4 separate regions of the Mus musculus genome follow, and regions 1, 3 and 4 are each linked to region 2. A link is a contact called in public HiCAR-type, HiChIP or PLAC-seq and promoter capture Hi-C data. All regions are on one chromosome and are shown on one strand. Each heading gives the region's core, a stretch centred on a gene start, on an enhancer-like site or on the middle of the called end of the contact. The rest is flanking DNA. Distances are from core to core; before and after follow the strand shown.

What was found. Promoter capture Hi-C pulls out the DNA fragments that hold promoters and counts their contacts. HiCAR-type assays count read pairs that join an accessible place to other places. HiChIP or PLAC-seq counts read pairs in DNA pulled down with a chosen protein or histone mark.
Region 1: a HiCAR-type map of astrocytes shows a contact between it and region 2, with 2.7 times the contacts expected there. The contact joins the enhancer-like site here to the promoter of Zfyve26 in region 2. A contact is called at or near these places in 4 of 39 promoter capture datasets (the HPC-7 cell line, embryonic stem cells, liver and 1 more) and 1 of 115 datasets of contacts at active chromatin or transcription factors (astrocytes).
Region 3: a promoter capture Hi-C map of liver shows a contact between it and region 2, with 3 times the contacts expected there. The contact joins the enhancer-like site here to the promoter of Zfyve26 in region 2. A contact is called at or near these places in 5 of 39 promoter capture datasets (the C10 cell line, hippocampal neurons, liver and 1 more) and 2 of 9 other capture datasets (liver and macrophages).
Region 4: a contact with region 2 is called in an H3K27ac HiChIP or PLAC-seq map of embryonic stem cells, with 5 times the contacts expected there. The contact joins the enhancer-like site here to the promoter of Zfyve26 in region 2. A contact is called at or near these places in 11 of 39 promoter capture datasets (the 3T3-L1 cell line, the HPC-7 cell line, cranial neural crest and 6 more), 4 of 115 datasets of contacts at active chromatin or transcription factors (astrocytes, embryonic stem cells and large pre-B cells) and 1 of 9 other capture datasets (embryonic stem cells).

Annotation. Positions count from the first base shown.
Region 1 is chr12:80,874,407-80,880,513 of GRCm38.p6, reverse strand. Susd6 (sushi domain containing 6) reads right to left here. Exons shown (of 6, transcript NM_178682.4): 5 at 5,938-6,107; 6 at 1-3,418. The coding sequence ends at 3,393. Among named protein-coding and RNA genes, the nearest start is that of Gm23298, 34 kb to the left of the region's middle. Within about 2 kb of position 1,718, at least 46 of the 459 cell types and tissues checked have an H3K27ac peak or open chromatin away from gene starts, as enhancers often do. A contact at or near this core is called in astrocytes, where this site is marked.
Region 2 is chr12:79,292,228-79,298,458 of GRCm38.p6, reverse strand. Zfyve26 (zinc finger, FYVE domain containing 26) reads left to right here and starts at 2,177. Exons shown (of 42, transcript NM_001008550.1): 1 at 2,177-2,233; 2 at 2,687-2,982; 3 at 4,555-4,633. The coding sequence starts at 2,789. Rad51b (RAD51 paralog B) reads right to left here and starts at 1,177. Exons shown (of 11, transcript NM_009014.3): 1 at 1,127-1,177.
Region 3 is chr12:80,813,986-80,819,987 of GRCm38.p6, reverse strand. All of the region lies in intron 1 of Susd6 (sushi domain containing 6), which reads right to left. Among named protein-coding and RNA genes, the nearest start is that of Susd6, 26 kb to the right of the region's middle. Within about 2 kb of position 3,172, at least 113 of the 459 cell types and tissues checked have an H3K27ac peak or open chromatin away from gene starts, as enhancers often do. A contact at or near this core is called in liver and neutrophils, where this site is marked.
Region 4 is chr12:80,483,528-80,490,291 of GRCm38.p6, reverse strand. Exd2 (exonuclease 3'-5' domain containing 2) reads right to left here. Exons shown (of 9, transcript NM_133798.3): 4 at 5,920-6,046; 5 at 559-890. Among named protein-coding and RNA genes, the nearest start is that of 2310002D06Rik, 20 kb to the left of the region's middle. Within about 2 kb of position 2,836, at least 8 of the 459 cell types and tissues checked have an H3K27ac peak or open chromatin away from gene starts, as enhancers often do. A contact at or near this core is called in embryonic stem cells, where this site is marked.

The DNA of each region.
Region 1 (6,107 bases), core at 469-2,968, 1.6 Mb before region 2:
TGGCAATCCAAGTGCTCTACTCTGCACCCTCATGGTGAGCTCTGCTGCTGGGTGAAGGACGGGTGGGGTGGGGTGCGCTTTGTTCAAACTCTACTAGGTTTTCAACTGCCTAGTAAAATGCCAAGTAAAATATTCTCTAAGGCTGCAGGAGACCCAGCAGGCCCCACAGAGAAGGCTCTAGCTGTACTGTCAGGCGCAAGCATACCTGGAATGAAGCTGTGTGGTAGGCATGCTGTGTGTCCCTTCTTTGTTCTTTAAGGAGGGGGAAGGGAGGAAGGATCTAGAAATGTTTGCAGCATATTCCATTTTCTATGCTAGAATGTTCCTCAGAACAGAGGAGATATTGTTATGCAGGAAGCCAAGTGACTCAAGAGCTCTGATAGGACTGGGAGGAAAAAGGCCAACTGCCATCTATCCCAACTTGGCCACTCTCAAAGCAGGAAAAATATACCTTTGTCTGTCTTGTAGCCTGGCTTCTTTACAGAACTGTAAAGCTGGGGGTGCAAGGAGGGCAGGATGAATGGGGAAGACAGTATGACTTTAAGTTCTCTTTGCAAATGGAGTGCTTGAAGAATGTACATTGAAATGCCTTATAAAACCAAACGAACCCACAAAGTGGTCAGGACTCCGCCCATTTCACAGTTCTCACACAAAACACAGAACTGGGCAGGTAGAGCTCACCTGTTAAACTAAGGCATGGAAGGACGGAATTTTCTATTTATTTATTTCATCATTCTGGCCCTTGAAAACTGATAGAATGTGACAGCAAGTCACCAGGATATAAAACCTGCATTGAGTCAGTGTAAGTATGAAAAAGCAAAAACATCTCCCAAACCAAAAAACCCTGTGTAAAAGTCCTTTGGTGCTGACTGCCTCTTTTGGACAAGTCTCAGGATGTCCCTGGAGGTGAGCCCAGTAAAGTAGGCTGCTTAGTTTCTTCCCACTTGCTCGAAGCTTCTTCCTGCCCATCCGCCTGCCACCTGCCACTGACCCTGTTTCTAGCAGGCTCCACTTCAAGGCAATTAAGTCCCCAGTCCGTCTGTAATGGACAAAGCCCAGATGCCCCAGAAACCACAGCACATGGCTAATGGTTAAGAAATTGCTGTAGAAGAAAACAATGCAGGAAGAAGCCACAGATGCCAGCAACAGGTGTGAGACCTCAAGAACAGACCTTCTAAAAGCCTGTGACAAGAGGATGGGGAACACGGGTGCCCTTTATCCTTCAGTTAGGCAAGCCTGGGCCTGTGATTTCCCCACAGCAGGCTAATGAATGCTGAGAGAAAACGAGGCACCAGGAGGTTCTTTTTCCCAAGGCCAAAGCCAGGCACCTACAAGGCTAAATAATAAGCCAAAGAAGTGCAATCTGTAAGGGGCAAAAGCCCAGGGTAACGACACAGAACTAAAACAGAACTCAGATTTTAGAAGAGCAGTAAGCAAAAGAGGCAGGCCCATTCAGAAGACTCGTGTTCCTTGCCCAGTTCTCCCTTGAGGGGGGTGGACACCACTGAAGCTGAAGAAGCGCCATGGTGAGGTGGCTTGGGGCCTTGGAACCCACCCCCAGGTAAGCCTATGGCAGCACCTGCTAGGGGTGTTCTAGTCGTCTAGTCTAAGCACCTTTTCCAGCTCATTCCTCAGCCAACCATACTTGTCTGGACACTGGGCACACTGGACTGGCCTCCTGGGTTAGTGTGGGAGTGGCCAGCAGGGACAGCAGACACTGCCCTTACCCTGAGAGGAGATGAGGGTGTCAGGAAGCCAGGCATGACAGGGACTAAAGTGCATTGTGAATGGAGGCAGTTGGCTAGGAGAAGTTATTCCCCTATTTTTGAGGCCACAGATGCCTGGAGCTAACCCTGTTGTGTCAGGAACTATAAATATACTGGGCTTTTATTATTTTTACCACCCCAGAGAGGCTCATCACAGGTTCAGTCCAGGACTGGCTCTGAAGAGTTTCCCAGCCCCAAGGCTTGAGGAGGAGAAAGAAGAAGAAGAAGAAGAGGAAGAAAAGGAAGAAAGGAAGAAAGATGAGAAGAAAAAAAAAAAACACACACATTCCTTGATACCACATCTGTCTTCTCAAGATGGTAGAAGCCTGGTGGGGCTCAGTTACCCAGACTTGTCAGCATTCAGTACAGGGCAATAGGAGGCTGGAAATGGCTGGAGCATTTCTTCTAGGCTAGTACGTTCCCACTCCCAGGACCTGTATCTCAGGTTTCTGGGTGCCCACCATCTCTATCAGCTGGCAGGGAAAATAAGGAGTGGCTTTTCAACGATGACGTGTGGAAAGGCAGGGAGGAGAGAACAGAGTGGGAGCAGTGGCACAGCAGGCCACTTCCTGGGCACAGTTACTAAGGCACATGACCGTGGTGAGGAGGATCCTCAGGACCTGCCGGAGCTGCCTGCAGCCACCGGGGACTTGGTCTGTACCTATCAGCCTCCCCTCCATCACCACAAACCTAAAAAGGGGCAACTTGCCCAGACTGCCAAAAGCCAGATGAGCTTTTGTTGGCATCTCAGCAAATCTCAGGATTCTGTGGGCTGCAAGGAAGCCAGAGCTACCTAGGACAAAGTCCAGGAAACAGCATGCAACTTCCCCTTATCCAGGAACAGAAACCAAGGCCAAGGCAGCCAGTGCTGGAAGCAGGAAGTGAGAACTTGAGTATTAGGAAGACAATCATTATCTGACACCTTTCCTCCTTCCCACAGGTCTTCTGGGTGCTTCTTAGAAACTCTCAAAAGAGCCAGGAACCTGCACGAGAGCTGGTCAGCGAGTGCTGGGTGGCTTTGGCATGACTTCCCAAACCTCTGTCCTCAGTTAAGGAAGATGCCGCCATCAGTGTCAACACACAGGGCAAGCTCAGGGACCCACATTCTGGACCCAGCATGAGCTATTCCTGCTTTGAGTGCCTTACTACTCTTCAATCTGTTTCTGCAGCCTCAGGCCTGGCCCCCGGGTACAGGTGGCAGTAGCCACTAAGGCCTGTGGATAGCAACCCACCTGCACAACAGGGAACCTGGACAGGGTGGGGAAGGCACAAGTAAACACAGCAGTGCTCAGGCCCTCATGGCTGCGGGGCTGCCACCAAGAGCTGGCTGGAAGGGACCCAGAGGCTGAGGGGAAGGGGAGGTTCAATCCAGCGCATTCAGACACATCCCTGACAGACAGATGGGAAGGCTGGGCCAGGCAAAGGGCCAGGTCCTCCAGCTGTCCAGTGGGCAGATGGTGAGAATCTTTCTTGAGTATCCATCGAGGTGGCCTGCAGGCTCTCAGGTACACAGAGATACACAGGTGGCAGTTCAGGCATCCAGGTGGGGCAGCTAGAGAGGACATGGTACTCAAACCCACAGGAAGAGAGAGGACGGGCAGAGAGGACAGAGGCCAGCGGCAGCCCTCATGCTTCTTTCAATAGTGGGATATCTGTAGAGACAGGGAGGGAAGTACAGCAGTTACCTAAGGGTGTCTCTCAGTATCTCTTCCAACTCCACCCTAGAGAGTCCCAAACAGCGCTCATTTAAAGAAATAAAACGTTCTGCTGTACATGTCTAAGCTAGTCAAATTTTCCTGCTTTCTATTTCTGGCCTTTCTGCTTCTATTCTCCCACTGCCTGTACGATAAAATCCCAATGCTAAGCCTGGTATCCAAACACCTTCTGGTCCCACCAACATAACCCTGATTCTGTTCTCTGCTGGTCTAGTAACTTTTGATTCTTTTCTAACCTTGCTCTAAGAAGTTTCAAAGTTCTCTTTAAGTTCTACCTTTTTAAAAAAGCTACCTGTCATCTGTGTGAACCTGGACAAATCATTTTGGACCAAACCAGTGGGTTTTGGTCTTCTCATGTCACCAGAGGGGAGAAGTGCTAGACCCATGCTTTAAGATCTGGAATCTGTCTTAACAACACTGGTGTCCTCATCATGGCATGAGTTCAATTTCTTTTCATTATTGTACTTTTAAAAACTTCATTATATATTTATCATTCCTTTTAACATGTGTACATCCACACACTACAGGAACTACTTGATGACGTGCATCTATACCTGCAGGTCAGAGAACAACTTCTGGGAGTCAGCTCTCCCATTCTACCATGTGGGGACTGGGGACCAAATTCAGATCATCAGGCTTGGTAGCAAGCGCCTCTCTCTGCTGAGTCATCTTGCTGGCCTTATTTCTGTATTTGAGAGCCGGGGTCTGTGCAGTCCAAACTACCCTTGACTGTGGTCCTTGTCTTAACCTCTGAAATGCTGACTGCAGGCCTGAGGCACCATATCTGGCTAGCACCACAATTATTGATTCCATTATTTCTCTAGTGCAGGCCTCACTGACTTTCCTACTGATACTCCTTGCAACAGAGAGAGTACTTCCTATTTGCATCAGATCTGAAACCTCATCCAGCACCAAACACAAGATATGGCTTTCAAAAAGTTTTGCTCAGACCAGGTGTAATGGAACATACTTTTAATTCCAGCAGAATACTTTTAATTAGAGGCAGAAGCAGAGCAATCTCTGGGAGTTTTGAGACCAGTTCTCATTTACACAGTGAGTTTCAGATAGCCAAGGTTACACAGTAACACCTGCAATCAGCCACTTGTGGCTAGGGTAACAGGATAGTAGTCTCTGAGCCAGCCTGGGCTATGCAGGAGCCCTGACTCTGAAAACATCAACATCATCAACAACTACAACAACAGCTCCCAAACCAAAAACTTGTTTACTAAACAAATAAGTAGCCATCAAGAAAGAGCTGGGAACCTATGTGCCCTTAGCCAGATTTCATAAAATACATGCCTAACGGTCCAGAGGTAACTGAATGCCGCATCCAAACTGGGTCAGTTACTTACAGCATCCTTGTCATCTCTCTCCAAGAAAGAGAAAAGGCGGCAAGCTACTGACAGACACATTTCAAAGTGTTAGACATGGCCTCCATCCTCTGGGCTCCTTCAGAAAGGCATTATGAAGGCAGAGTGTTACAGTCAACATGAAGCTTCTAGGTTTTGTCTGAATCAGGAACTACACTGGGATTTCACCTACAGATATTCTTTAAAGTGACTGCTTCAAATTATAGTTACACTCTCCATGCTCTGGCAAAGGAAGACTGCCAATAAGTAACCACTGTACTCCATGGTCACTTTGACACAAAAGGAACTAGTTATCTAGGAGTCAATATGGCACTGTAAGGTTAAGAATGCTGGTTTAGAGCCACAGTCATTTAGTTTTAAATCTCACCTGTCAATTACCAGTGGAGAAAAGACAAGTGAAACTAGGTCCCATATTTTCCATCTGTAAAATGGGGACAGTCATAAATTTCTACCACTCACTTAACTGCCAGCTTGACTGCAATGGACAACACAAGGAAACCAGCAGTATACTTCTGTGTAGAATGAAGCAGCTGTCTTCTCTATAAGATAAGCAGACTACTGTTTTCTCTGCAGTACCACCAAGGTCTCCTATTTTCTGCCTTTCTTTCTTTTGTTTTTTTTTTGTTTTGTTTTTGTTTTTTGTTTTTGAGACAGGGTTTCTCTGTGTAGCCCTGGCTGTCCTGGAACTCACTCTGTAGACCAGGCTGGCCTCGAACTCAGAAATCTCCGTCTCTGCCTCCCAAGTGCTGGGATTAAAGGCGTGCGCCACCACACCAGGCTCTTATTTTCTGCCTTTCATGAACATAAAACTTTTTAACAGTCCTATACCCTGAACCCCATCCAGTTGGTTTAGCAGAGCCTATGGCTATGAATAGTCTGACAGCCATCAGAAGTCACAGATAACAATGAAAAGAGCCCAAAGCTCTACCTGGCATTCTGAGGACCAAGTCCTACTTTGTAGGCTAACACTCTATTAGCTCTCACTTCCTGAAAATACACCAAATTGTTAGAGTGGCCCACAGAGCTTCCTCACTCCCAGTAAGGATTCTAACAGCTAGTAATTTGTATTTAGCAAAGACCACTTACCATCTGTGTACTCCTCTGATGTGAGGGATAAAAGGCTTTGTATGTCACTGTTTTCTGAATCTGCAGTGTCTTTGTGTGTCGGCCGGCTGCTCCCTGAGCCGGCCACCCAGGAAGATGTGGTTGCCTGATGCACCATCACAGTCTCTGAGCCCTGGGAACCCCAGGCTTCA
Region 2 (6,231 bases), core at 928-3,427:
ATGTGCACGTGCTACTGAGATAGACAGGGAGAAGTCTCGAATTGGTCTGAAAAAAATTAGGTTGCATGTCACAATCCTACTAAAAGTAGTTCCCTTAAAAGTTAGTTTCATTGCTTAAAATGCTTCATGGGACCATCATATGACAACTTCCAAACTTTTATGATCAATCATATTTTTTTTCAACTTGAAAAGGGCATCTCTTACTTAGCTCTTGTCTTTCGAGCAAAGTTGTCCTCATGTGTAAAACAACGGTGATTCTAATTTCTACTCCAGAGCTGGTGCATAACGCTCAAGGTAGGCACTCATTATAGACATGTGATTCTTCTAACGTGACTATCCACAACGTTAGGTTAGGTTACTCAAACACATATTTCTCCACACAAACCCTTCGCCAACCAGTCACTTCCTCTCGAGTGCTATCTCCACACTTTGCACTTATTTCTTCCTTAATCTGATCTGTGCGTTATTATAGTGTATGCTTTTCTTTCTTCCTGATGTGTGCGTAAGCGCGTACGAGACAGAGGAGACAGCATCTCAGACTGAATTTCTGTTAGGCGCTCAATAAAAATAGTGAAGCAACAAAACCCAGCTATTTTGAGGAGGCTGAGGGGTTAATTTATTTATTGGGCCATTATTATGCGCCAGACACTAGTTTTAAATGCTTCGGATGTTTTTAATAAACACACGAACTAGCCAAGGGATCGAGCCAACATTCGAATCCAGAGATCTGACTCCAGATTCCGCGCTCTTAACACCACAAGTTTGACAGTCCCTAAACTTGCCCGGATGCCTAATTTGCCCAAGAGCGGAGGAAGAAGTATCAAGAGTTAGAAAACCTGACGCAAAACTTCCTAATAAAACAGAGCACCTTACAAGCATCACTCGCCTCCCTAGAGGAAGTCGGAAGCTCCAGGACCCCGTCCGGGTTCCAGGGACGAGCCCCGTTACAGAGTACGTGCTCAACACGCAGGACTCTCCGCGACCCCGGTATCAACAGCCACAGGCTCCAAGAGGGAGCACAAGATAATGAACACACCTTCCTCCCCACAACTGCCCCCTCAGAAAACTCCAGTACCAGGTCAGCAGCGTGGAACTTTCAAAGTTTCCCCCACCCTCACACAATTACCCGCGAAAAGTGCGAGCAGCAACATCTGGGGCTCTGGTTGGTTGGTACTCTGGCGACTTATCCAATCAGAAGCAGGAAAATCTCGGGTTAGCCCAGCTGTATTTTGGGAATTGTAGTTCAGTCTCGAAGGTTAATCTAATTAAATTTTTCCTTTGTAGTGATTGCTTAAATCGAGGAGCGGAACCTTTCAAGACGAATGTAGAGGAGGGAAAACCCTGACTGGAAATTCTTTTCCTCAGTGAATCGCATTTTAAAGTTATTTCCTGGGCCAGAGAAGGTTCTTTTGGGGGGCTGAGGGGTTGGAAAAAGGGTGGGCAATATGCCCTATTCCCGTTTTGGGATGAGAGTTTTGTGTTTCCTTTGCACTGTTCAACACATTTAGATGGTGAAAATGTCCGGGAAATACTAACTAAAGCGTCTCAAACTAAAATACATTGAAAAAGAACCACTCAGTTTAGTTGAAAAAATAAAAGAAGTCAAGTAGGTTTCGTATTTAAAACAGCTGCGTTAAGAAAAACTAATAAACTTAAGAACTGACTTGATTACATGATTTGTGAAAAGCCTTTGCTCACTCTTTGTTTTCGTTTGCAACTCCTTTGTACCGACCTCAGTCTTTCGATGGATATATAATTATATATGATATACACACGATAGAATTAGATAGAATAATGATACAGGAAGATCCAGAATTCCTGTGGCTAACCTATCATCTATCACTGGTTGGCACGGAGAAAATGTTGACATCAAAAACAAAACAAAACAGTGGCGGGTACGGAGCGTGGAACACAGATATTCCTGGCCCCAGCTCCCCCGAAATGAATAACTGTGGATGTTGCGAGAAGGAGCAATCATAATTAGGGAGAGTCCTCAGTCCTGTAGCTAGCGGATCTAACTCTTCCTTAGAGTCCCCGTAGCAATCAGGTGGCATCACGTGATTCAAACAAACACGGCACTTGATTTGCATCTTGCTTCTCCTGAGCCAATAAGAGTGGCGCTCTCTTTCGTCATCGCCGCCCGTTCCACCACTCTTCGCAATGGGACTTGTCACCTGACCGGGATCAAACATGGCTGCTCTGGACGGGAAAATGCATTCGACTCCCGGAGCAGGTGAGTGTAAGGCGCAGGGAAGATTGCGAGGGTGCTGTCCACGACCCCGCTAGGGGGAGCATCCCTGTCCCCCAGCCTCCCGGCTCCACAGTTCAGTCCCAGATTGATCCCCTAATCTTTAGCCTCTGTCTTAACAGAAGGCTCTAACCAAGGGAGTTTTCATCCTTACCAAGGCATCCACCAACCTAGAGATTTGTAGCCTGACAAAATGTTCAGGAGGGAATGCGGAAGTAAATGTATGTGTCTGCACCCCAGGCTAGCAAAAATATTAAGATTGTTATATGTGAGGTCTGCGGTAGAAGATGAGGTACACCCCTTAGAGAAAGAGACGGCTCTCAAAAAGAGATAGTAACAGGTCAAATTAAACCCAAAACAGTCATTAGAAAAGTAAGTTCTGCCGTTTCTTTTCGGGCCAGCAGCTGGTGGTTCATCTAAAGTTTCGTTTCTTCTCAGCTCGTGTGGTGTTTCTAGGGGGTACTTCACGGATGAGAAAATTGAGAATGTATTTCGCGTAACGCCTCTATTTTCTATCTACCTGCACTCTGTGCTGGGAAAATGAGTTACCCATTTGGGAAAGAGGAAACCGCTACAGAGGAGGAACTTTTTGAGTTTTTCTGTGAGTGCCTGCGGAGGGGAGACTGGGAGTTGGCACAAGCATGTGTACCTCAACTACACCGGGGACAAGGAGAGATCCCCCAAAAGGTGGAGGACATACTACAGGCGCTGGTGCAGTGTCCCATTCTGCTAAGGTAAGCGATCCCCGCTCCTACCAGGATCTAAGAGAGGAAGATAGTGGTTCAGTGTTTGTACTCTAGTCTGTGTGTGTGTGTGTGTGTGTGTGTGTGTGTGTGTAGGTTTTCGAGACAGGGTTTCTCTGTATAGCCCTGGCTGTCCTGGAACTCACTTTGTAGACCAGGCTGGCCTCGAAATCCACCTGCCTCTGACTCCCGAATGCTGGGATTAAAGGTGTACACCACCACGCCCGGCTGTACTCTAGTCTTTATGGCCCCCCAGTCAGCTACTATCTTAAAAAGTTAGCAGACGGGGAACACATTTCAATATTCTGATGTTTTATCTGTGTAATGTATTTTACATCTAATGTACTCCAATGGCCATGAATTATGCTCTGCAGCTGAGTTTAAGCCTGACTACCAAAAGGATCCTGAATATCATTTCTTGTTTATTATCCATAGAAGATGGCTTAACTGCATTTTGTCTCCAAAAGACAAACCCTGTTCATTCCTCTTGCTTACGAGACTGATGATGGTGTTGCTCTGACAAAGAGTTGAAAATGCATTGACTTAAAATGTTTTATTGTGAAATAATCATAGACCCACAAAAGGCTGAAGTACAATAGAGTTGGCACAAGCTTTTTCCAGCTTCCCCAGTTGTGACATCTCATTCCAGCTGTGTGTGCTAAAGCAGCAAAACCAGGAAAAGTGCATTACTATAAAAAAAAAAAACTATGCAGTTTTATCCATTCAGGGGTTGATATACGCCCACTGTAATAAAGATACAGAAGTTCTGCACACTACACATGAGTCCTCTCACTCCTTGCTACTCTACTGTATGTTTGCACTATGACCCCTTCTTGCCTCATGAGAACCACAGTTCTCCATCCTAGATCTTATATTAAGTTCTTTAAGGTGTGTACTACTGCCCAAACTACTGACTTAAAGTAAGGCTTATGAATTCCTATAACTAAATAGTTATAAGTGAATCGCTATGAACTCCCTTTATTCTTTTATATTTGATTCATTTTCTGTGTTCAAAAGTACACTTAGGAGCTGAGTATGGAAATTTAACCCATGCATCTCAACTGAGGCAGGAGGCTGGCCATGAGTTCAGGGCCATCCTGGACTACAGTGTGAAACCCTATCTCAAAACAGTGAAGGACAGTGTGTGTGTGTGTGTTTCAGATAACCTTCATTACTGTGATTTTCTCTGTAGGAATATACTTAAAAATAAAACTAAGTCAGGTGTGGGGAGGCTATGTCTGCAGCTCCAGACACTCTGAAAGATGAAACAGGAAGATTGCCTGAGCCCGGGAATTCTATAGCATAGCCAGCCAGCATAGCAGCACTGCAGCTACAAAGCTAAGATACAGTTGGATAAGGTGCAGGCATTAATGCAAGCTGGAAGTTATGGGGCTCTGTTTTGTTGAACTGTTACTTACAACTGAGAGTTTCTCACTAGGACTTACCAGTTCAGCTCTAAAGTGGGCTGACTGAAAACTGAACCATAAATCATGAATCACAAAGGGGAAAGGGTGGGCTAAGACTCGTATTTTACTAAATCAGTCTTTCTTTCTTTCTTTTTAGATGTGGGCCAGACATCAACCCTCAGAGATTAGCCTGGCTCTGGCTTCTTGTATTAGAAAAATGGCTGGCCCCAGAAAAGGTGCGTGGGTTTACATTTAAATTTTTCCCTGAGGCCAGGACTGAAAAGAACTATAAGGAGCTCAGAGATCTTCCTTCTTTCTGTTACTTCCTTTATTTGGTGGTTAGTTGTTGTCTTTCTTGGTGTAGACTGTGGAAATTATTTGCTCATTAATTTGCCCTGGTGGCTTGGTTTATAATATCATTTGGAGTGATGCTGTCCACAACTGTCCAAAAACACCAGAAGTTGTTGTTCTAAATGTAATTTTTCTGTTGTGATGTTGTTGTTATTGTTGTTGTTTTTGAGACAAGGGTTCTCTGTGTAGCCCTGGCTGTTCTGAAACTTACTCTGTAGACCAGGCTGGCCTTGAACTTACAGAGATCCACCTGCCCCTGCCTCCTGAGCCCTGGGATCAAAGGTGTGCACCACCACTGCCCAGCCTAAATGTATCTTTTAGACAGAGTTTTAGGTGGTTGTCTAGCAAAGAGAAATTACAGAAAGACTAGCAGAAATAACAAGTAAGAGAAGCAAAATTGTAAAATAATGAAACCTAGGATAAGTAAGAGTCAGAACTGAAGAGGGGAAAAGAGAACAAAAATGAAGCAAAGTAGAAGAGATTCCGTAGCATCTTCAAAGGGAGGGGGAGATCGAGGCTTTGCTACTGAGTGAGGATCTTGCATTACAAACATGAAGTCCCTTGCACTGAATGACTGACCTTTCCCCTCTGGGGAAGAGGTCTGCTTGCTTACTGGTGGCCTCACAGCTTGCTTATTCTCGGGAAGCTTGCTCAATACCATCAGGTGCTGGGTTTCACGTGCCGGCCTTCCCAGCCTAGCCTGGGAATGGTTCTGGTTTTGGCCAATATCAGACAGATTATCCAGTTCTTAAAGCTCCAGGGGTCCACTTCTTTAAACAGTTACAGGAGTCTTTTTGTTGTTCGGAGAATTATAAACTTTTGTAAGGACCAAGTCTCCGGGTGCGTTTTGGAATGCCACAGAACCTGTTGTGGCTTCATGCTCTAGAAACTCGAAGCAGCTTAGTGTTCCAGGCTCCTAGCGCCTGCCAAAAGCTGCCTTTTAATTATTATTTGAATGAACCATTGATGCTGGTTTTATCCCTTTATTCGCTTTTATCTTCTGTTTCTTTTATCGTGCTGTGGTTTAGGCCTACAAGTATAATCATGTGTATAAAGGTTTAGCTACAGCAATGTGTGCTGATAAGCTGATGCTAAAATCAGGAAAACTAGAAATAACCCTCACGCCCCAAGTTCACAGGATTGCTTATTAAATGGAAGCATATCTATGTGTAATAAATACACTATGCCACTGTTCAAAATGATATAGTAAATGGATTTTCAGTGTCATTAGTAATACTCCTTTGTTGGGGATTCTTTTATTTGTCATAGTTTTTTCTGCATCAAAAATGTATTGCTTTTTTTTTTTAATTTGATGTTGGAATAATTAGAAAATGCACCTTCACCATTTCACTTCCAGTTAAGATTATTTTTAAAACACATAGCTTCATGCAAGCCATGGGTTTCTTTGATTTGGAAATGAAATATGGTACCCTGTGCTAGGCATGCTTGCTAAGTAAACATTAGATTCCCTCCCCTTTGTTTT
Region 3 (6,002 bases), core at 1,923-4,422, 1.5 Mb before region 2:
AAAGAATTTACAATATGCTGGTGAAGTACATCCTTATCTACATCATTCAAATTGTTACAAGGACCTAAAAGAAAAAAAATATTTTATAGTGCTAAGAGGAAACAAAGAAATGAACACAAGTGCAGCAGCCTTTTCCTTTGGGTTTGCTATTTCTGACATGGAGGAGGTGTTTCCTGCACAGCTATAACTACTCTGAACACTAAAATCTGGTTCCTAAATATCCTCTCCAGTGACATATATAGATATGTATTTATTTCTTGTTACCAGACAGAAACATTCTGTGATTTTAAGCAGACACAATGAATTGTTCCCCTCTTTATCCTAAAAAGTGATGAAGAACTAAGTTAAGAACAAAGACTTATAATTATGTCCGGGTTGGGTATGTATGAGCTGTACCCTGAACTCAAGTACAAACTGGTGATCACACTTCTAAGAGAATCTTTTGCAGGCAGAAATTACTTATTTGCAGTGATAAAACAAAAACAACAAAACAAACAAACGAACAAAAACTCAGAATACCAAGTCACCTTTTAGGACGAAGAGGGGAGCAATTCATTGTATCTGCCTAGAATCACAGAATGTTTCTGTCTGGTAACAAGAAATAAATACATATCTATATATGTCACTGGAGAGGATATTTAGGAACCAGATTTTAGTGTTCAGAGTAGTTATAGCTGTGCAGGAAACACCTCCTCCATGTCAGAAATAGAAAACGCAAAGAAAAGGCTGCTGCCCTTGTGTTTACTTTTTAGCATCTACGTGGATGGCTTTCCAAAGGCCCTCAAGTGGGATGATATAAACAGGTCTGTGTCACTTCCTGGTTCTCAGGCCTTCTGCTACATTCCCAGTCTGTCTGGGAAGACTGCCTATTTAAAAATAAACCTTTAAAGCTCACCAAAAACTCCAAACTTAAACCATCCTTTCCTTTATTTCATTCAGTTTCACTGAAATTAAATGGGGTAAGAGAGCAATAAAGGAGAGAAAATAATCAGAGAAGGAATCTTTGAGTTCAAAACAAAACAAAAACTGTGCTCAATGAAAGTCAAAGTCGGGCTGGAGAGCTGGCTCAGCAGTTAAGTGCACTGACTGCTCTTCCAGAGGTCCTGAGTTCAATTCCCAGCAACCACATGGTGGCTCACAACCATCTGTAATAGAATCTGATGCCCTCTTCTAGTGTGTGTCTGAAAACAGCTACAGTGTACTCATATAAATATAATAAATAAGTCTTAAAAAAGAAAGTCAAAGTCAAGAGAAGTGGGCTCTACTTATGTATCACCACTAACTGGAAAAACTGACCTTGAGCAAGCAAAGATAATTCATCGCTGCACAAGACGGGCTTCCAGTCATAATCCCAGCATAACTATCCAACCTGCCTGAACCTCCGGTTCCTCTTCTGCTTACTTATTTCACCTACATGGCTTTTCTGCACTATATAAGGAAAGGAACACAAAACACTTAGCATAATGCTGGCATGAGTCATCAAAAATGATAGTTACTATTATTAATACAGGGCTGGAGAGATGGCTCAGCAGTTAAGAGCATGACTATTATCACTAATACCTATCCTTATTATTGTTATCATCATTTGAAATAGAGGGTTGGGACAGGTGAGCTCTATTTGGAGAGCATCTCTGTTCTAAATTCTGTGATTCTTAGTTACTTTCTCTTCTTTTTCTCCCATTTTTCTTTTTAAGAGTATTAGACAAGAGAAGAGAGATAAATTAGGCAAAGTCTGAGTTAAACAGCCTCAGCATCTATGTTAGAAACAGTAGGAAATGAGCAACCCAGAAGGAAATCCACAAGTAAGTTAAAATGAAATAATGGTATGTATCACTCTCCAAAATGAAAAGACTTGTATATTTTTCTTTTATTATACTCATAGCATTGTGACATATTCACCCACAATGCACTATCATGAATGCCAAGGACAACATTCCCCTGCCAGCAGACTTCAGCCACTTTATCTTTCACTACATAAAGGTCCCCAGCAGCCCTTTAAGGAAGTCCTAAAAGATAGATAGCACAGTAGCCAATCCCACTCATTTCTACTGGTTAATCCTACCACTGAGGTTTTGTTGTGGTGGTTGTTTAAAAGTTCTCTTTCTCTCTCTCTCTCTCTCTCTCTCTCTCTCTCTCTCTCTCTCTCTCACACACACACACACACACACACACACACACACACACACAGAGAGAGAGAGAGAGAGAGACAGAGACAGAGACAGAGACAGAGACAGACTGAGAGAGAGAGAAAGAGATAGATGCATACTCCTCTTCTTGGGGTGGGGGATGTAGCTCACTCATTTAGTATAGGGCTCCCTAACACTGCCTAAAATATGGTCTGACGGAGCATACATACCAGTAATCTCAGCACTTAGGAGGAGGTGAGGTCATCCTCACCTATATATCAAGTCCTAGGCCAACCTGAAACGCATGGGACCCTATCTTTAAAAAAATTAAAATTAAAATTCCCATACTATCCCTACCTCTTAGTAGTTTTCATTCATAATTTTATGCCAGCTGAGAGCCTCCAAACTCAGAAGTTACTAAGAATGATGAGGGCACATTACTTTCTTCTTGCATTTTTTCCTTCTCTGTACAAAGCTGAAGAAATGCAAGCTTGACCCACAACCTTCCAAGTAAGTAATTCAGTCCATACATGTTGTTTGAAGATGTCTCAGGAGGAAAAATGGAAAACAGGGTGATGAACCTAAAGTTACAAGATGATAGATAGAGGCTCATCATTTACATCTGAAAGAGACCCAAAGGTTCATTTCTAAAGGTTTTTATTTCCCTGGTTTTTCTTTCTGCAGTGCTATTTATATTACATGAAGATTATTCTCAAGGACCAGGGCTAAAGGACAAAGCACTCACAAAGTAAACAAAAACTCAGCAAAGGCTCTCTAGTAGAGTAGTTAGAAGGCAGCATCTAGAACAAAACTAAGACCTGGATAAAATGAGACATAACATGCATTACACAGAAGTCAGAGTTGGGGAGGCAGCCCTAGACTCATCCATATAATTAGTCCCTTAAAAAATAGGCTGCTGCTCACCCACACTGATTCACAACCGCTTCCCTTGCTCAGGTCACTCACAGGCAGCAGATGGCCCTAGCCCTAGGCAGATGGCTGAATATGAACAGGACAAAACTAAGGCCCATCCCTGATTACAAAAGTGCCTGGGGGTTGGCACAGCTCAAAATCAGCAGCAGCATCCAAGGTTCTCCAGCACCCACAGAGCTCATAAAGAGACTGGGTAAAGAGTTTAGTTAGGGAAAGACCCAGTACAACTCTCAAACTGGCCCAGGAGTGGTCATACACACCACAATCTAAGCAGTGTACCAGCAACTAGGGAAACAGTGATGACAGAGGTGGGGACAAAAGGAAGTTTGTCACAGTGACAAAGGTGGTGCTCTCAGGAAGTTCTCTAAAATGTAAGGGCAAACAAGTAAACAGATGGCAGTACAGTGGGGAAGTGCTGAGTCCAGGGCAAAAACAGTAAGGTAGGCCAGAGACACCCAGAATGCAGTGATCCAAACAGACCCTGGCTTTATAGATGTTACCTAAACAGACATGAAAGAGGTAGAGAAAAACATAAGGATCATTCCAAAAAGAAACAACTTAAGAGGCAAAAGAGAATTGGGAATCACTCCCACCTTTGCTGCTAGCATGAGACCCTAACCATTACTACCTAAAATGAACTATAAGGCCATCTTATCATGTCCTATCTATTCAATTTAATAGAAACTATAACCTCAGCATGAGCTGCAACTTGCCTAGGGACACAGGCCTGAGTGCCTAAACCAGAGCCCAGTTCTCTCACTCAACAGTTTTCTCAGGTGTTTCCCAATCAGAATGTGACTGCTAACTAAATCTTCAAGGACACATATCAGCCACAGGTCTGCTCTCCCTGGGTTAGGTATATTCTAAACACTCCTGGAAGGGCACTTGCTGAGGCCGCTCTACCAGATAAGGAACTCATTAGGAGCGCCAGTGTGGCACGAAGAGCTCATGAGAAAATAGTAACAGGTACCTACCTTCTCTTCTGGAAAGAAAGCAGCAAGCATTTGCAACAGAACATGAGATAGACTGTCTCTGTCTGTACAGATGCATCACACACACACACACACACACACACACACACACACACACACACAATTTAAAAAATGGGACCCTTAGAAATGTAAGACTGAGGGAAATCTGTTAGTACATAACAGGATATGTGCAGGCAGGCTTAATTAAGACTCCACAGCCTGTTTCCCAGGAGCCTACCTCCTTGTCTAGCTAGTCATATTAACTTAGCTATGAGAAGCAGTCACTATAGAGAAGTTACCCTTGGGGGTGGGCCATCAGTCTAGCAGACAAGTCTTTAATGTCAGCGCCCAACTGCCCTGTCACCTCAACCTCTACTTTCAACAGCAATTACTCTGTGACCCCAGCTCTCAACCAGGCTGCCTACTTTGGATCAGAGTATATGTAAGGTAAGGTGGAAAAGAGTATCTCTCTCTCTCTCTCTCTCTCTCTCTCACACACACACACACACACACACACACACACACACACACACACACATCTAAACAGACAGGAAGTACAGTTGTTCAACTGCCAAAGCACAGTTTCTGTTCTGATTATAACAAAACAAAATTACATGTCAATATCTGTGCAGAGAGGGGACTGGCAACAAGGCTCAGTTGATAAAAAGAGCAAGCATGCTACTAAGCTTGACAACCTAAGTTTGATTCCTCAGACCTACATCACTATTTAGAAAGAACCTACTCAAAGTTGTCTTCTGACCTCCATTCACCCTACCCCATGCACATAAAATACTTTTTTTTTAATGTGCAGAAAGAGGCCAATAAAGATCAAATCTATTTACTATCCCATTCTGGCTGGTGATCCTATACTCCAAGACCTTGAAGCAAAGGTATGATGAAAACATCTTAATGATCAGAAATCTTTGCAGCCTCCCTTGCTTATAACATTTTAAATTATTAAGAAAAATAATTTTTACAAAGTAGTAGTCTAATTCACAACTTAATCAGTGTACCTGATACTATATATAATCATCACTACTACTAAAGAACTAAACTTCATCACAAAATGCTGCAACATTTAGGTAAATGCAAGTCACTCTCTTTTTAGGCAGAATAGTACAGGAAGAGGCAGCAGCATTTTTCAAAGACACGGGATTCTGATAATCATTCACTAGCTTATCTACGTAACAGTAGGAGAGCTGCTACCCAAGAGTGCACTTGCAAAAATAAAGGATCTGCAAAGGTAAAGAAAGAGTTGAAGAAAGTCTTGTGAGGAAAAAAATTGACACTAGTTTTATTTCCATGTAAACGACAACTCCCTGAGTTCTGTCTATGCAACTACACTTTCTACCTAAATTCAGCAAACTTAAAGGTACCCAAGGAATTTATCTGGCTGAAGTTGGTCCTTGCTCACAGTTGTTACAAATGTTCCACAGTCATAGCCAGTTCAGATAAGAGAAATGGGGTTTGGGAGTAGGGATGGGTCAACATGATGCTTAAAACTCTACTCCCAAGTCAGAAGTAGAAGGTACTACTTTTATTTTATTTTATTTATTTTTATTTTTTTTTTATTTTATTTTTTTTTTTTTTTTTGGTTTTTCGAGACAGGGTTTCTCTGTGTAGCCCTGGCTGTCCTCGAACTCAGAAATCAGTCTTTCTCTGCCTCCCGAGTGCTGGGATTAAAGGCGTTTGCCACCACGCCCGGCCTACTTTTAATTTTATGCAAGATTCTATTAGTTGTTAAAAACCTAGCATAGGCCTTTGTATAACAAGTTCAAATCTCCAAGCTACCCAGATAAATGCAATTCAATGTCAATAATACAAATACGTAAATCCTTACTTAGTCTGACAGCTCTGCTTATTGGTACTCCTATCTAGTTCCTTGAACTATAAACTTCCCTGTGACTAAGCATTTTTTCACACCTTCTATTGGGGTGATTCACCACAAAAAGGAACTAGAGCAAATAGAGGC
Region 4 (6,764 bases), core at 1,587-4,086, 1.2 Mb before region 2:
AGATTCTCACTAGCTACACAATAAAGTTGGTGTGAGGCTGAAATCACGCTAAATTAACAAGGAATCTTAAGGTGCACTTCTCCTGCTAAGTATGAGGACTTCATGTTCTTCATGTTCATAGCTGTCTCAAACATAAAATGTACAACCCCTTAAATATTTTATTATAGCTTGTTTAGTCTGGAGGAGGGGCACACATGTGCATGTGGAGATCAGAGGACAACTCTGAGAGTCAGTTTTGTCCCTCTACCATGTGGGTCCGGAAGACTTAACTCAGGCCATTAGGTTTGGCGGCAAGTGCCTCTACCTGGTAAGCCATTAAAGTTACGGGCCTAAGGTTGCAGGTTGCACTAGGGTTGGTGACAAAGCATGGGTAAATACTTTCATCTCTATTCCAACTGACAAATAGAAAAGTGAGCAAAGGGGAAAAGAAGAAGAAGAAGAGCACAAACAGAAGCACAGCGCAAATGTCATAAAGGTCCATTAACGCTGGGTCTCTGCTGCCTGACTCAGGGTAAAGCTGGGCTCTAACTCTTCAACATCAGGGAACATGCGGGTTACCTGGCAGAATAGCCCACCCCCAGGGGCTTCCTCTTATGCTTCCTGGGGTCTCTCCCTTGGTTGTTGCCTGGCACCATTCTATCAGTCTTAGCCTTCCTATTTCTCGGCTTCAGCTGCGACTCCAGTGCTTCCCCATTAACCTCTTCAACCAGCCGGCCAAGTCCTTTGCTTCGGAATGGGATGTCTACCATATTCCTGCATCTCTCCAAGGCTTTTTGCCAGTTGATTTGGTCCGTACTTTCCTCTTCATAGGAATCTCTAGAGAAAGGGTATCCAAGAAGATGGAGAAAGAGAGCCACTGAAATCTGCGCATCCCTGGCAGCATAAGTTACCTGAAGAGAAAAGCCAGAGGTCAGTGGGATATGGAAGACAAGCCAGGCAGAGTACCTTCAAACTCAATTATAAACGCTTTGGAATACCACGCAGGGTAGCTTTTGCTTAGTAGCATAAAACCTTGGGTTTGGCCAAACAGTGGTGGCGCACGCCTTTAATCCCAGCACTCGGGAGTCAGAGGCAGGCAAATCGCTGAGTTCAAGACCAGGCTTAGTCATTAAGATTTATTTATTTAATTTATCTGAGTACACTGTAGCTGTCTTCAGACACAACAGAAGAGGGCATCGGATCTCATAACAGATGGTTGTGAGCCACCATGTGGTTGCTGGGTATTGAACTCAGGACCTCTGGAAGAGCAGTCAGTGCTCTTAACTGCTGAGCCATCTCTCCAGCCCCTAGAAAATAACCTTAATAAAGCCATTTTTCATTCACCACCACCACTAAAAAGAAAAAATCAGAAAACAAAACAAAACAAAAAATACCAAGTTTGGTGGCACATACATTTAATCCCAACAGAGGCAGGCATTTCTCTGAGTTTGAGGCTAGCCTGGTCTATATACATTTCCAGGTCAGCTAAGACTGCATACAAAGATCCTGTCTGTTTCAAGGCACAAAGAAGTAACTTACTCAGGGTTACAAAAAAACAGAAACTGCTATGGAAAACAAACTAGATAATTCATTGCCTAGAATTCTGCCACAGGTTTGTATTAACCTAAAACACAAATTTTCCTAAATTTTCCCTAACGTTTTGAAAGGATGAACTAGTAACTGGCTTGAAGACAACTGAAGGTTGAGACCTAGACAGAATATCTGAGAAAGGTCAATGATGAGATGGAAATGACCGGAAGAAACCAAAACCAGAACCAAAACCAAACCAACTTTCAAACACTTACCAACTGTGTTCTGCACAACAGGGCCAAGAAACTACCTCTTCCAGCATCAAAATAGTACAGATGTAAATCACAGGGGTTGGAGAGATGGCTCAGTGATTTAAGAGCACTGGCTGCTCTTCCAAAGGATCCAAGTTCAATTCCCAGCACTCAGATGGCAGCTCACTGCTGTAACTCCAGTTATAGAGAGCTGACATTCTCACACAGACATACATGTCAGCAAAACACTGGTGCACATAGAATAAAAATAAATGCATCTTTTCAAAAAATTTATATCACATAATGGCTAAACTGAAGGCCCTACAGACAGCTATACAAAATCCTAAAGGATTACCTCTAAGGGTAAAAGATTAAAGGATTCCTTTCTGGAGACACAAGCAGCCAGAGGGACGAGATGCTGAAAGCTTCTAAGAAAGTGTTTGATGGTCTAGGAAGGTATTTTGATGTTGATAAATGCAAGTTATGAAGGATTTATCTTTTTTGTAAACTTAAAAAGATTGTTATAAGCTTCAGGAAAGACACTTGAGTCAAATGGATTCAAGATGAGTACTGTCAAGTAACGACCTGTTTCCCTCCCTACCTGCCTATTCCTGGGGGTAGGGTAGGATCTATTTCCCTTACCCTGGTCCTGGGACCCCCCCACCCCTCCTCCAATTACCAAGACCATAGGCCCAAGAGTTTCAAAATACACACCCAAGAAAAAGGTTTTCTCATAAACTCCTTAACTTTCTCTCCTGCCCCTAACATCGAGGTGTTTCCTCAGAGCCTGCATCCAGGAAAGCTCTAAACCAGTTATTCACACACAGGTGCTCTGGCCTAGCCTCACAGACTGCTTCAACTGGGCCTACACAGCCCTCCCCCCAGACAGGCCAGTCTGGACAGCAGTGAAACAACCAGTTCTTCCTGGACTTGGCCCACATCCCATAACGGTGCCCCAATGTTAGCAGGAAGTAGGGGCTGGGATGTTTGGTTTAGGACCCCGGACAAGGGACTGAGGTGCATATTTTACATATCAAAGCAGACCTGGCCTCCATGTTCTCCCAGCATCCCTCAGTTCCTGTCTGGCATACCCTGCACCCAACCCTGAACTTTACAGCCCGGGGGGATCCTCCCTCTGTAAACTAGACATTTGGTCTCATTTTTTCCTTCTCGGCTCTCTCTCTATGCACTCTTGCCCTTTCTCCCCCCAACCCTCACCTCTCTCTCTTCTCATGGTGACTCTCTTAGCCTCAATCCTTGGGGCCAGTGAACTTGCCACAGAGCAGCTTCCTAATAAACCTGCACTTAATATATTCCAATCTGGCTTGAATTGGCTCATTTGACTGGTGGCAGAGAAATAACCTATCAGATACACAATTACTGACCCCTGACTAACTACAGCTACTGAAAAGGAGCCCATCAGCCCCCAAAGTCCTGCTGTAACTGCTCTGTACTCAACCCACTACTTTTGTTTGTTGGTTCATTTTTGTTTTTCCAAAACAGGGTTTCTCTGTGTAGCCCTGGCTGTCCTGAAACTTGATCTATAGACCAGGCTAGCCTCAAACTCAAGATATCCGCCTGCTTCTGACTCCCAAGTGCTGGGATTAAAGGTATTTGCCACCATTGTTCAACCCAATTCACTTGATGATTTTTAAACATTAACTACTGCAAGGTGGTGGTGCCTTTAATCCCAGCACTCTGGGGGCAAGGGCAGGCAGACTGGATCGCTGTGAGCTGAAGGGCAGCCTGGTCTTGTTTGCTGACAACTGACCCAACAGAGTCAGGTCTTTGTGCTTGGAGAGCTCTCTCTAATTGGTCCCCACCTTTCCTTCCAATTTACTAGCCAACTGGGATTAACATTTAAAAAGGCAACCCTGGGTCCAGAGAGATGGCTCAGCAGTTAAGAGCACTATCTCTTCTAGGGGTCCTGAGTTCAATTCCTAGAAACCACATGGTATCTCACAACCATCTGTAATGGGATCCGGTGCGCTCTTCTGGTCTGTCTGAAGATAGCTACAGTGTACTCATATACATAAAATAGAAAACTAAATCTTGGCTACCAAGAGCTGCTTTTATTTTCATTAAATATGTCCTCTATCTTCTGCTTACTCCTAATTGTGTACCTCAATATTCTTGGTCAGGAGACAAGAACCAGACAGGAAGCCAGGCGTGGTGGTACACACCTTTAATTCCAGCACTAGGGAGGCAGAAGCAGGCGGATTTCTGAGTTCGAGGCCAGCCTGTTATACAAAGTGAGTTCCAGGACAGCTAGGGCTACACACAGAAACCCTGTCTCCAAAAACCAAAAACCAAAAAAAAAAAAGAACCAGACAGACAAGAAAATTTCCAGCAGTTACAGCTGTGAGCCACCCTGCCCAGCTCCATGTGACATGATTCTATCAATATTCATCCATGCTAAAGTTGAGAAACTGGCACATGAGAAGGAGCTCTGAGGAAAAAGAGGTGATGCAGGGAACGGAAGGAAAGCAGAAACCCTTCCCACTCTGTGTCAACAGCCTGCAGCCTAAGCAGAGACAGAAGCTGTCTCAATAGAGTGTGCTCAGGGTGCAGCTAAAGGTGCTGGCTCGGCAGCTTTCCTACCAGACCTGTGGGAAAGCCAGGGGCAGCTACAGTGAGTCTGTATTCCTACAACTCCCACCCCAAGACACGAGACAGAGGCAGGACACTAGGAGACTGTCTCAAGGATCAATGCGGGGGATCCAATAATCCAAAAAGAATATGTTCTTTAAAAAAAAAAAAAAGGAGGATAGTAAATGTCAAAGAAAATAATCTGGCTGGGCGTGGTGTTGCACGCCTTTGATCCCAGCACTCCGGAGGCAGAAGCAGGTGGATTTATGAGTTCGAGGCCAGCCTGGTCTACAGAGTGAGTTCCAGGACAGTCAGGGCTATACAGAGAAACCCTGTCTCAAAAAAACAAAAAACAAAACAAAACAAAAAAAATAATCTGAGGATTCTTTCCTGAACTGGAGACAAGAACATCCAGACAGAAAGGGTCCACTAAGTCCTACTACTGTGCATAAAATCTGGCCTCTACTCATGTTTAGCATCAAGGATTTCACACAAGGAAGGAAAGAACTTCCAGAAAGAACAGTCACACACTCAAATGTTCAAAACCAGAATACAAGGAGTACAGCCTTAAAAGTTCTGCAAGAAAATGGCTTCTGCCCTAAACTGCTATTAGGCATACGACTGGCTAAGAGAGGGAACTCACTTGTCCTTTCAGACATGCAGGGTAACAAGAGGACAGAGCCATGGGACTTAGACAAACTTGGGATCCAGTATGGAAGAGAAGTGAAGGGAGCCATGGACAGACAGAAGAAGCGAGTTTCAGACTGCAGTGTGCAGCAGATCTGCAGAGCCAATAATCCTGAGCAGAAAAGAGCTGCAGGAAGACAGCAGAGGGCCATAGAGAGACAATGGTGGGTCGGAGGAAGAGAGCAGAGGGCAGAGCCATAGGGGAATACCAGAGGGCAAAAGGACACAGGAGGACAGCAGAGGGACGTAAGGACAGAACCATAGGAAACTGGGCATGTGTGTTTAGTCTCTCAATGCATTTCAGAGAGTCAAGAGCTGGGGTTAAGTCAGTAGTGTGCAGAAAACTAAGAGAACAAAAGTACAAATCATATATCCTGGGAAAACAAAGTATTATTCTTGATGAACGTGGAGTATCTATTTATACTGCAGAGATGTGTTAGGGAACAAATTCTTGTTTGAGACTCAGGAACTGGAAGAACCCTAAGTCATATATATGTATAAGAAGTCAAAACATACTACGTAAAAATAAGAAAGAATGATACATGGATATAGTCTAAAAGTACAATGGTAATTACCAAAAAGAAATTAAAATGGTCACCTCTGGGTAGAAGAGCAAAAGAAGGAAGGCGGTGGCAAAGGCAGAGAACTGCTTACTGTTTCTTATGAGATTTATAGCATTTTAAAAAATGTTTATGCATTTGTATTCCTGGAAAAAAGCACATTTTCTGACACATTAAAAGTAATACACCATAGGGACTCTAATGTCATTTAAGCAGCATGACCATTATTGTCTTGAGTGTCACTTGACAATAAGTCTACTTTAAGGCCTCTCTGCCTGATGCTTGCATTGAAGACTAGAACCAACTCCTCTGATCACAAGTACCTGGTCTTCAGTAAGATTCTCAGCATCCCAGTTGCTGCAACGAAGTAGAAGGGACTTGTCAAGTGGGAAGTTCAAAATAGTCTCAGCAAGTGATTTCAGGCTAAGCCCATTACAGAGTATATTGTTTCTACAAGAAATAAATAAAACCATGTATCAAAACCAGGCAAATGGCATAGGAAAAACTTTAAATGACCAATAAAAAGAGGGCAAATAAACATGAGACATCAAAGAAAATGGTGATTTGCTATCAGATTGCAGTGTTTTGTTTTGTTTTAAAACAAGTACATCTAATATCAATAGAGCATAAAAATCAATTAGGCTCATACAAAATGTGTAAACTAGACATCTTTATGATTGTTATGAAAAAGTTTAACAATATGTAACTATCAAAAACTCAAATACAAACATTCTCTGATCTAGCAATTGCTTTTCTGGGAGTTTATCCAAAGGACAATGATACTTAAGTAGCTATTCACTGCAACACTACGTAGCAAGGAGAAGTGTAAACAGACTATCTTTCCATGGTGCTCATGCCTAATGTTCTCATGTGTGAAGAAAAATGACAAGGCTGTTTTCCCGGGGGGGGGGGGGGGGGGAGACGGTAAGAGTATAAAAACAAGCAATTGTTTATTGTTTCTGTTCTTCAAAACGTCCTGATTGAAACTGCTGCAGGGTGCTGGAGAGATGACTGAGGACCCAGACTGGTTCCCAACACTCACATGGCAGCTCCCAGCCATCTGTAATCCCAGTCCAGGGAGTCTGATGCCCCCTCTGGCCTCCTCAGGCACTGCACACATGTGGAGTACTTACACAGATGCAGGGGAAACACTCACACACATAAAGTA